2 separate regions of the Sus scrofa genome follow, and region 2 is linked to region 1. Evidence: chromatin contacts called from public HiChIP or PLAC-seq data. All regions are on one chromosome and are shown on one strand. The core of a region is the stretch at or near the end of the contact, and the rest is flanking DNA. Distances in the headings are between cores, read along the strand shown.

Evidence for each region. HiChIP or PLAC-seq counts read pairs in DNA pulled down with a chosen protein or histone mark.
Region 2: a contact with region 1 is called in an H3K27ac HiChIP or PLAC-seq map of skeletal muscle. The contact joins two enhancer-like sites. A contact is called at or near these places in 2 of 47 Hi-C or Micro-C datasets (both in embryonic fibroblasts) and 2 of 2 datasets of contacts at active chromatin or transcription factors (alveolar macrophages and skeletal muscle).

The regions. Positions count from the first base shown.
Region 1 is chr1:629,305-634,562 of Sscrofa11.1, forward strand. It overlaps WDR27 (WD repeat-containing protein 27), which reads left to right. Exons shown (of 19, transcript XR_002342137.1): 14 at 2,149-2,270; 15 at 3,555-3,688. Among named protein-coding and RNA genes, the nearest start is that of WDR27, 53 kb to the left of the region's middle. Within about 2 kb of position 1,812, at least 4 of the 83 cell types and tissues checked have an H3K27ac peak or open chromatin away from gene starts, as enhancers often do. A contact at or near this core is called in skeletal muscle, where this site is marked.
Region 2 is chr1:862,971-868,032 of Sscrofa11.1, forward strand. THBS2 (thrombospondin-2) reads left to right here. Exons shown (of 21, transcript XR_002342140.1): 5 at 500-696; 6 at 2,797-2,937; 7 at 3,537-3,630; 8 at 4,512-4,679; 9 at 4,889-5,062. Among named protein-coding and RNA genes, the nearest start is that of THBS2, 11 kb to the left of the region's middle. Within about 2 kb of position 2,426, at least 17 of the 83 cell types and tissues checked have an H3K27ac peak or open chromatin away from gene starts, as enhancers often do. A contact at or near this core is called in skeletal muscle, where this site is marked.

The DNA.
Region 1 (5,258 bases), core at 562-3,061:
GGTGTTTATGTCCGTTGGGGCATTTCTCTGTGGGTGTTATTGTTGGAAGAAGGGCTTCTGCTAATTAAGAAAATGCAGTGGATCTTCCAACTCGCCTTTTTCAAAAAGGGCTCTATTTCTGTTCTGGGGAAGAGCGTCCTCATTACCCACCTCACCTGCGTGACGTCGCTTTACCTTACGCGTCCTGCTGGTTTATCATCACGTAATTCAACTTTGAGAACATGATGGGTCGCTCACCGCTAACCCAGAAGGCAGAGAAGTGGGTGTTTTTGTTTCTCTCGTGATCAAAGGCAACTAAGAAAAGCATGTTCTGGATCCTTCCGTGGTAGAGATATTAGATGCTAAACTAAAGTTCCCTCCTGGAGGACTCGGGGCCTCTGGAGCGCAAGCCGCTGGGGGAGCCCGCAGGTGTCAGTCTGTTTGATTGAGTCACGGTGTCTCTGCTTGCGCTTTGCTATGGGGCCGTGAGCTGCCCCACCACCCGTCCTCTCGGCCTGGCCTGGTCCCCGGGGGACACGCTGGATGGCACCTCACGTCCTGCCCAGGTATGTCCCAGGGTCAGTCACTTCAGAAGGTGGCATTAGGATTTCATTAGGTATGCGAAATTGTATAAAGAGGAATTCTTAGAAAGGGATGAAATTCAGCTGAGAACTCTTGCTTCCGGTGTGTCTGAAGCTGCCGACTTGGCCCCCTTCCTGCGTGCCTTCCTCTAAGTGGGGGTCACAGCCGGGTCCCTCCCTCCCACCAGCAGCCCTGTCCCTCAAGCGGGAGCCCTGGCCCTGGTGAAAGAGAGGGCTCCGGGCCAGGGTTTCGGGTCCTGTTTGTTCTCTCTCTGATGCTCGTCACCCCACTGTCCGCACCCTGAGGGCATCAGTGTGGTTCCGGTTCATGTGCCACGTGGGCAGTGAGGAAAAGGGCCTGGCTGGAGACCCTCGTGGGCCCTGGGCTCAGCTGGACCGGCGGGTCTGCACGGGCCTCTGCGCCTCGGCCCTTCCTGTGTCCAGGGTGGTCCTGTGAGGTCCCGCTCTCGTCACTGGGAGTCGGGGTCTCTGCCCCGACACCGGGAAGTGGGGGGCAGGCTCGCTGTGGCATGCGCTCTGTGGGCCTTGGTTCCTTAGCCGCCATCCGGGTGTCCGGTGAAGGATGCGAGTGGCGGTGGGAGGAACAGGGGATGGAAGGAGGGGTCCCTACTATGCAGCGGGGACGGAAGGAAGCCCCGCCACCTGGCAGCAACCCTGCCACGGGCAGCCCCGCGGCCTCTTGCTGTCCGGGTGGGTGGTGGTGGTCAGAGCATCCCCACCTGATGGCCAGAAAGGGGGCGCGTCTGGAGGTCCGATCCGGATGCTGCCTGTGCCCACGGCCCCGGCTCTGAGAGGTGGCCATGGGGTCTGCAACGCGGGGCTTCAGGAGGGGCCGTCGGGGCCCGCTGAGCGCCCGGAGGGTGTTGCCGCCTGACCCCTCTGGCCTCAGTGCTCCTGCGGAAGCTCCCGAAGTTTACACCAGGGGGCAGCAGCGCCGTTGCAGAGAGTTTTCCGCTCTGTGAGTTGGAGCTCCTGTTCCGGAGGTCAAGTTACAGAACTGAGACGTACACTGTTTGTAAATCCTTCCCGGTTTTTCCATTGCTTGTTGGTTTTCTGACAGGTGTGATTTGGTTGTTGCAAGTATGTTGCGACTCCCTGTCTCGTCTCTAAATCACTGAGGCCGGCGGGGGGGGCGGGGGGGGGGCTGCCGCGAGCCCTTGGCGCTGCCTGAGGGGCTTCGCTCGGCTGTGGCTCTTTCCCCGCAGCTTCAGCCACAAGGCATCGTGCCGAGATCTCGGCATGCAGGGCCCTTTCCCAAGGCGCTAAGGGGCCCCAGAAGCCAGCGGAGGCCGGGGCCGGGGCACAGGACCGTGGCACGTGCCAGGCGGCAGAGGGGAGGGACACGTGGATGAGAAAACCAGTGACCCTCGGTGAACACCCAGCTCTGAACTTCCTATTTTAAGAATTCTTGAAACACCTTCTTCAGAAACCATATTTAGCCTTTAAAGGAGGCAAAACTCACCTGCCGGGGCGTCTGCTCCATGGGTCACTTGGCCCGGCATTGCCTTCAACGTCCAGGGTTACTTCGTCCTGGTTGTGTCCTTCCTTCCTGCTCTGTCTCTCTTAGGTCACAGCGGGGCCGTGAGCACCGTGTGCTGGAGCCACGACGGCAGGTGGCTGCTGTCTGCTTCCCAGGACGGGACACTGAGGGTGTGGTCGGCCCGCAGGCCGGAGCTGGCGCTGTGTCTGGTAACGGTGATCCCTGAGACCGTGGGACAGCCAGCTGTCCAAGCAGGGCTGGCCCCAGGGTCTCAGTCTTCTACCCTAACAGGAGGTCGGGGAGGTCGGGCAGGGGGCGGCACACGAACGCCGACTGATGCTCAAGGACCTTCTTAAGTGTGTGCGCACACGCTCGCACGCTTGTGCAACACAACATGCATGCATCACAGCACACGTGTATGTGTGAATACACACATGCACAGTCAAGTCAGGCTCCCACTTGGGTGGTCTGAAAAGGGAGATTAATGCTAAAATATTGGAATAATTTAAAATGTGAATTCAGTGGGATTTTATGGTAGAGCTGAGCTGCTAGTAGGGCCTGAGGGATGTCGTGGGGAGCAAGTACCTTTTTGTGGAGAAAAGTGCCTTGTTCCAGTGAACGTGAAGTAGATCATTGGAAACGGAGCTGGAAAGGGGAGACAGGAGGCCACAGGGGAAGAAGCGGGGATACCAGCGGATGCAGCTTCGATCCTTTTTGTGGAGAAAAGTGCCTTGTTCCAGTGAACGTGAAGTAGATCATTGGAAACGGAGCGGGAAAGGGGAGACAGGAGGCCACAGGGGAAGAAGCGGGGATACCAGCGGATGCAGCTTCGATCCTTTTTGTGGAGAAAAGTGCCTTGTTCCAGTGAACGTGAAGTAGATCATTGGAAACGGAGCGGGAAAGGGGAGACAGGAGGCCACAGGAGAAGAAGCGGGGATACCAGCGGATGCAGCTTCGATTCCTCCGACTGCGAGCTGCCAAAGGCCAATTTTCAAAGATGCCCTTAGCTTTTATTTTGTGTGAGTCTTATTGTGAAAAGGGACTGACTCCTGGGGAAACCAGTCAGGAGGGGAGAGCCGGGCATTCCTAGGACTGTGCAGAAGGAGGCGTGGCAGCACTTCAGAGAGAAGGCCTTAACCCTGTTGACGTCTGCACGGGATGCTGTGGGCGCCGCCAGGTCCACATGGGAGTAGCTACTCTGAACCACGCTTTAAACAGGCGTAGAATTGGGGCATTAATATGTTTGCTCTTGGCTTCCAATTTTCTTTCATTTTAGAGTTTTTAAGCGACCAAAACACCCATCACAGTCAAAGTTTAATCGTGAAACATCTTTTAGAAAGGAAGAAGAGGCAAACGTCAGTTGGTTCTGAGTCCATCTGTCTCTTCGGAATATATAGATGCTTGGTGCTAAGGTGCAAGGATTTCACGTGTAGAGCGGCGGTGTGTTAATTACCATTTTCTGCCTCAGAAATCTTTCCTGATTCGCACCGCAGGGCAAAGACATGTTTCCCAAGCCTGTACGATCTGCGCAGTTTTACTACCTGGACGCGTTTATTTTGTTATCCTCGGGCCCCGAGTTCCAGCTGCTCAAGTGCCACATCAGCACCAGCAGAGACGACGTCAAAAGGTAGTTGCCTGCTGCCGGGGCCTCTGCTCTCTCTGCTCAGGAGTTCCATGCGAATGGGGTCTCCTCTTCCTGAGGCCCCCAGACCAGACGCCTGCCCTTGCCTTCTGTGCCGCCTGTCTGGGTGCCCACTCTGTGACTGGTTCTGCCTGTGCGGGCCCCAGCCCCCTCCCAGGCTTAACAACTTAGGTTTACATGAAAATACAGATAACTTATAACCAGTTAGCTGTCTCCTTACGTATACACAGTTACTTTAGAATTAGGAGAAAAGGTTGCCTTGTCATAGATGGGAATGAATCACGCTTGGCTACGTGTAGGATATTGTTTTCTTGCAGTGTTACTGAAGGACGACCTAGGGTTGCCTAAGGAGAAGTATGGTAGCCGATTCACCTGTCCCCTCAGTGTGGGCAGACAGGACAGTTAAGTGATGCGCGTGTTTTTAAGGTGGAAGCTGTTGTAGTGAAAAGGAAACGAAAGGAGGACCAGCTCTCATTTTTTCCAGGTACAAGCAGAAGAGCAGGTGCACGCCTGTCTTCAGGCTCCCCACGACCGAGGCAGTGGAGGTGACCAGCTTATCAGCAGTGAATGAGTTTTATTCCTGTATCCTTTTTCCTGCTCTCCTCCCAGTGTGTTCGCATCCTAAGGACTGTCCTTCTGGCAAAAGCGTGTGCTGAGTGTCCAGGCTCCTGGCAGTCCCGGGGAACTCGGGAGCTCACAGTCTTTTGCATTAATTATAGTGGTTTCATCTCCGTGGTGAAAAGAGCATCAAAGGAAAGATGAGAGTGGATGCACTGGCGCCTCTGCCGCTCAGCAGGGTGGTGGAAGCCCAGGCCCCTGGGCTCTCGCTTACTGCATCACACAGTCATTTAGTATTTAAGAACAGCGAGTTAGCACATTTGGGAAACAAACTGCTGTGCCCACCGTGGTATCCTCCGATTAACTGAATGCTTTCCTGCCTCATGTGGACGTTGGCAAAAGTTACAGCAGTTGCTGTTGAAAATGAACTTGATTCTAAAACTTTAAATTTTGAGTGTTTATGGCTAACACTTGAATTAAAAAGCACGGATTTTAACTTACTTGGAGGCAAAGCTCTGCTCTTCAGAAACTCATCTTAACCATTTCAGTTATTCGAAGGTCTAAGTAAAATTCTTTTGAAAAGGTTCATCCTTGAAACTTCAGAAAGACTGATAAAAGGTTTTAATAGAAGTTCTATTATGTTTTAGTTAGAAATGTGATTTTTTTTTTAATGGCTGCACCCTTAGTATATGGAAGTTCCCAGGCTGGGGGTCAAATGTGAGCTGCAGCTGCCAGCCTGCACCACGACCACAGCAATGCCGGATCTGAGCTGCATCTGCGACCTATGCCACAGCCGGTGGCAACGCTGTATCCTTCACCCACTGAGCAAGGCCAGGGTTCAAACCTGCGTTCTCATGGACACTAGTCAGTTCTTAACCCACTGAGCAACAATGGGAACTCCGGAAATGCAGTGTTTTTTATGCTCGAGCCTTTGCTAAAAAACCAAACCAAGGAAAAGCTAGCAGCACTGTGTTGCTCTGATTGTTCTGTCCTGGGA
Region 2 (5,062 bases), core at 1,176-3,675, 230 kb after region 1:
AGTTTGCCTTAATGCCGAACACGCAGCTGAAGGAGAAGGTGTTTGGGATGGAAAATGGGATAGACGGAGTGTGAGGCCTGTCGTCAGAACGGATGGATTTCGGGTGGGGGACAAAACCAGGAGCTTTGAAAATACCAAGTCACCTACATGTTTATAGAAAAATTCGGATAAAAATAAGAAAAAGAGGAAATTGTTGCCTCTAATCCGTTCAAAGCTGATGTGTGGGGAAACGCTCGTGCCGATGCTTTGTGCTCGTTTCTGTCCCGGGCTGAACCGCTCTGCTGGTGGGTGGCCTCTGAGGGCTGCATCCCTGTGGTGTCCGAAGGTGGGCAGAGCGCCCGGCGCAAGCAGGGCTGCCATGGGAAACAGCCGCCACCAGATCCCCTTGCTCTCGGGCGCGACGTGGCGCCCGCCGCTCCCGACGAGCCCGGGGCAGCCCCGCGGTGCCGGCCAGGCTGCCCGGGGCCCGGCGGCTCACTGTCCTCTGTCCCTCCTGCAGCCGAAGCCAACGCCATCAGTGAGAACACAGAGACGCTCCACCTGAGCCCCCCGGTCTCCACGGGGCACGTGGGCCTGGGCGCGGAGAAGGGCCGGGAGGTGTGCGAGCACTCCTGCGAGGAGCTGGGCAGCATGATCCAGGAGCTGTCGGGGCTGCACGTCATCGTGAGCCAGCTCCACGAGAACCTGCGCAAAGTGGTAGGTGCCCGGGCTGCGTGGCTCGAAGGCGACCAAGCACGGCTGACCCCTCCTGAGCGTCACGGACCACCGCTGACTGTCACTGACCACCGCTGACCGTGACTGACCGCCACTGCCCCACTCCTGAGCATTGCTGACCGCCACTGACCATAACTAACCACCACTAACCACCCCGACCACCACTAGTCACCAGTAATCCCTGCTGACATCACCGCCTACCACTGATATCACTAACCGTCGCTAACCAGGACTAACTGCCACTAACCATGACTTATCCTGATTAACCGGCACTAACCAGCAGGCTCCCTGGAAAATGAGGCGGGTCCTGCTGTCTGGTGACAATGCCGTGTGGTTAGAGGCGGGAGAGCGATGCTGACAGGAAACAAGCTCACAGGCGCCACGTCCTCCGCCACCAGTTCTTAACTTGGGACACTCATCTCCCAGGAGCAGCGTTGACTGCGGAGGGAGGTGCTTTTACTTAGAGGACGGAGCTCGGTGGGGAACAGCCCGTCCCTGAGGCGTGAGGCCATAATGGACAGACGTGTCCTCGCCTCCACAGCACGTCCGGGAGGAGGAAACGGGGCTCGGGTCCCAGGACGTGTGATTTAAGCTTCAGAGGACGACTGCTGGCGCGAGGAGGCGGGGGGCGGGCAGGGGTCGTGGGGTCCCCGAGGCTCTGCAGATGCTTCGCGGCGAGGTGCTTGGCCCGCCGGTCCAGCCGGGGGCGCTGGCGGGTTCTGACTCAGGCCTGGGACGGGCAGGCAGCTCACTGCCACTCCTTGGGGAGGTAGGGGACCGGGTTAGAGGTCAGCAGCCCCCAAGACAGCGTGTGCCTTCTGGAGTTTCCCCACGTCCTGGGCCTGGGGCAGGAGCGGGCCGTGGGGCTGTGCAGTCAGCACCCCACTGAGTGTCCACAGCTGGGAGTGGGGCGCTGCAGGGCCTTCAACTCTGGCTGCGTCAGGGTCCAGCACCTCGGCCTGGCTGATGCTGGGGGCCTCCGGAGGTCCTTGGGGGCACGAGGGAGGCCAGGACGGGGTGGGGGTGCCCGGGGTGGTCCTGGGGGCAGGAGGGAGGCCAGGATAGGGCGGGGGGCCTGGGGTGGTCCTGGGGGCAGGAGGGAGGCCAGGACAGGAGGGGGGAGCCCGGGGGTGGTCCTGGGGGCAGGAGGGAGGCCAGGACGGGGTGGGGGGCCCGGGGTGGTCCTGGGGGCAGGAGGGAGGCCAGGACGGGGTGGGGGGCCCGGGGTGGTCCTGGGGGCAGGAGGGAGGCCAGGATGGGGTGGGGGCCCGGGGTGGTCCTGGGGGCAGGAGGGAGGCCAGGCCGGGGGGTGGGGGTCCTTTGCCTCCGATTCTGCTCCTTCCAACTGAAAAGAGCTTTGCGACGAGTTTGCTCACATTGGAGTCAGGGATTAAGGAAATTTGTGAACTCCCTGAATTGCACAAAAATGTCAGGATGATGTGTTTCTGTCAATGTGGTGCAAGACGGGGGCGGGGCTGCATGTCTTCCGTGTGGTTCTCAGAGGGCCCCTTACGCCCTGTCAGCAACGCAGCAGGAGGAAGTGCTTAGAAGGAGGGAGGTAACGTCACGTGTTCAGGGGCAAATGAGGTAACTGTCACTTATTTGATTTTTTAAAAACATCTGGTGCCCTTTCCGCTGGTCTGCAGCCCCGCGATAGCAGGGCTGCGTGAGCCCTTGCGCTCGTGCTGTCAGGGCGTGTCCGTCACACTGGGAACCACAGACGAATTCAGGAACCAAGCCTCAGTTTTCAGCTGCAGGTGGCGGGAGGCACCGTCCCCCGTCGGCTCCAGCCGCTGCTTCCCGTGGCCTCCAAACACACAGGCCACAAGCCTTCAGCGCGGCTGTCATTCGGGGCGCAGGGGTTGGGGGGCAGCGGAGGCAAAGCGGAGTCGCCTGGCCTGGCGGGTCTCTGCGCTGGCGCTGCCCTGGGGCCTCTGCGGCCTCTGAGCCTCGGGTCCCGGGCGCCCAGGCTGCGAGCCTGCTGGTTCTGCTCCTGTGCCATCCTAAGGAAGGGGACGTCCCTCCGCGGCCAGCCCGACAGCCCCCCTGTCCTCACACTCAGCCGTCCCCCTCCTCTTCCAGTCAAACGACAACCAGTTTCTCTGGGAGCTCATTGGCGGGCCCCCCAAGACCAGGAACGTGTCCGCCTGCTGGCAGGACGGCCGCTTCTTCGCCGAGAACGAGACCTGGGTGGTGGACAGCTGCACCAAATGCACCTGCAGGGTGAGAGCCGCGCCATCCCCGGGGCCGGGTGGGTGCCCGCGGGCCCTGGCTGTCGGGACTGGGCTGCGTCGGGGCAGCGGAGCCGGAAGTAACCGGAGTGAGGCCGGCATCGGCCGTGGATCTGCACGCGAAGGAGCGGGGAGGGGCTCGGCCACTGTTCCCGGGGGCGGGGGGACGGCGGGCTGGGGGCAGGCGCACAGGCCCCTCTGGTCTGTGCCGGAAGCCGCGCGGTCCCGTGAGGGCCTCTCGGTTCAGCACAAACCTCTGGGGTGCAGGTCACTGCCCAGGACAGCAGTTGGGTTTCCTTATTTCATGCCCCTTGGTCTGCACCATGGTGGCCCAGACCCTGCGGGACCTCATCTGTCCCCCTCCTGCCCACCCCAGAGCTGGGAGGCCCTGTTCTCGGTGCTCAGCGGGCGAGACAAGGAGAACGTGGTCCCAGAGCCCGCTCAGGGCGCTCGGGAGAGAGGTGACCTCGCGCCTCAGGAGCGGCAGCCCGCGTGGCAGACCGTCCGGGCTCCTACCGGCCCTTTCAATCCAGCCCCTGCCCCATGTTCATGCTTTAAACGAGGATCACAGAAGCGCCCTTTTCCTTGTAGAAGTTCAAAACTGTTTGCCACCAAATCACCTGCCCGCCAGCGACATGTGCCGACCCGGCCTTCGTGGACGGCGAGTGCTGCCCATCCTGCTTCTGTAAGTGTCGCCGGGGCGGGCGCTGCTGCGGCGGCGGGAGGGGGCGGGGGGGGGGGGCTTGGCCTCGTCCCCGCGTCTGCGCCGTCTGTTTGCCGAGCACAGGCTCTGCCCCTCCGTGATTCTGAACAAAACGTGGCTTTTCCAGGTTTCAGGTTCTTTCTTTGTAAAACACAGGCTGATTGTGCCCACGACCCAGGGTTAGTTTTTTGAAGGAAATAAACTCTACCATGACTTGTGTGAAAGTGCCTGACACACATGACCTGTTAAATGCTGCCGAATCGGGTGAGCGAACCCCGTGATCAAGCAGCCTCCTCAGACGGGGGCCTCCTGCTGGTCGCCGTGCGGGCAGCGCAGGAAGCCTCCCTCGCGGTTCTTCCGCGTTCTAGAACATTTAAGCACAGCCCCGCCACACAGCCCTTCAACGACCTGATGTGACCATACGGCGACGGCTCACCAGGAAGGCCCTTGCCTGGTCATGTCCTTTCTCTTATTTGGAGATTGTAATTTCCAGCGAAAAATCTCTTGGCAGGGAATTGTCTTTGTTGAACTAAGTTTAGTGTTCTGTCATTTCAACCAAAAATTGAAGTTTCATGGCCGTTTATAGATCAGCAAATGGAGGTTAAAATGGAAATTGCTCCCACCTGGACAACTCCAGTGGAGCCTTGCGCAGGCAGGGTCAGCCCTGTCCTTGGTAAAACCGTTAGAAAAATCACAGACCCTTTCCTGGGCAGGGGGCCCTGAGCCCCGGCCCGGGACCGACCTGGGCAGCTCCCGTGTCTGCTCACCCCAGCGCCCGTGCGGGCGTCCTGCATGGACCCCAGCGCTGGGCTCTCCCGCGTGGGCTGTCCCTGGGGAGGCCTGACAGGAGCTTGTTCCCTCAGCGGACGGCGAGGAGGGCTGGTCCCCGTGGGCGGAGTGGACGGAGTGCTCTGCCACCTGTGGGCCCGGCACCCAGCAGAGGGGGCGGTCCTGCGACGTGACCAGCAACACCTGCCTGGGGCCGTCCATCCAGACGCGGGCGTGCAGCCTGGGCAAGTGCGACCACCGCAGTGAGTGTGGGGCCGCGGGGTGGGGTCTCGGGGGTGGGGGCCGGGGCTCAGCCCTCGGGTTTGGGGTTCGGAGACCGCCTGCCACCGCCCATTCTGGGAGGCCCTCAGCCTGGTCCCCCTCCCTGATGGATTGGCGAACCCCGGGTGGACCAGCCCCCAGCTTCCCCCAGGTGCCCGCGCCACCCGTGTCTTCGTTTCCTCCGTGCTAGTCCGGCAGGACGGCGGCTGGAGCCACTGGTCTCCTTGGTCCTCCTGCTCCGTGACCTGCGGGGTCGGCAACATCACGCGCATCCGTCTCTGCAACTCGCCGGTGCCGCAGATGGGCGGGCGGGGCTGCAAGGGGAGCGGCCGCGAGACCAGGGCCTGCCAGGGCCCACCCTGCC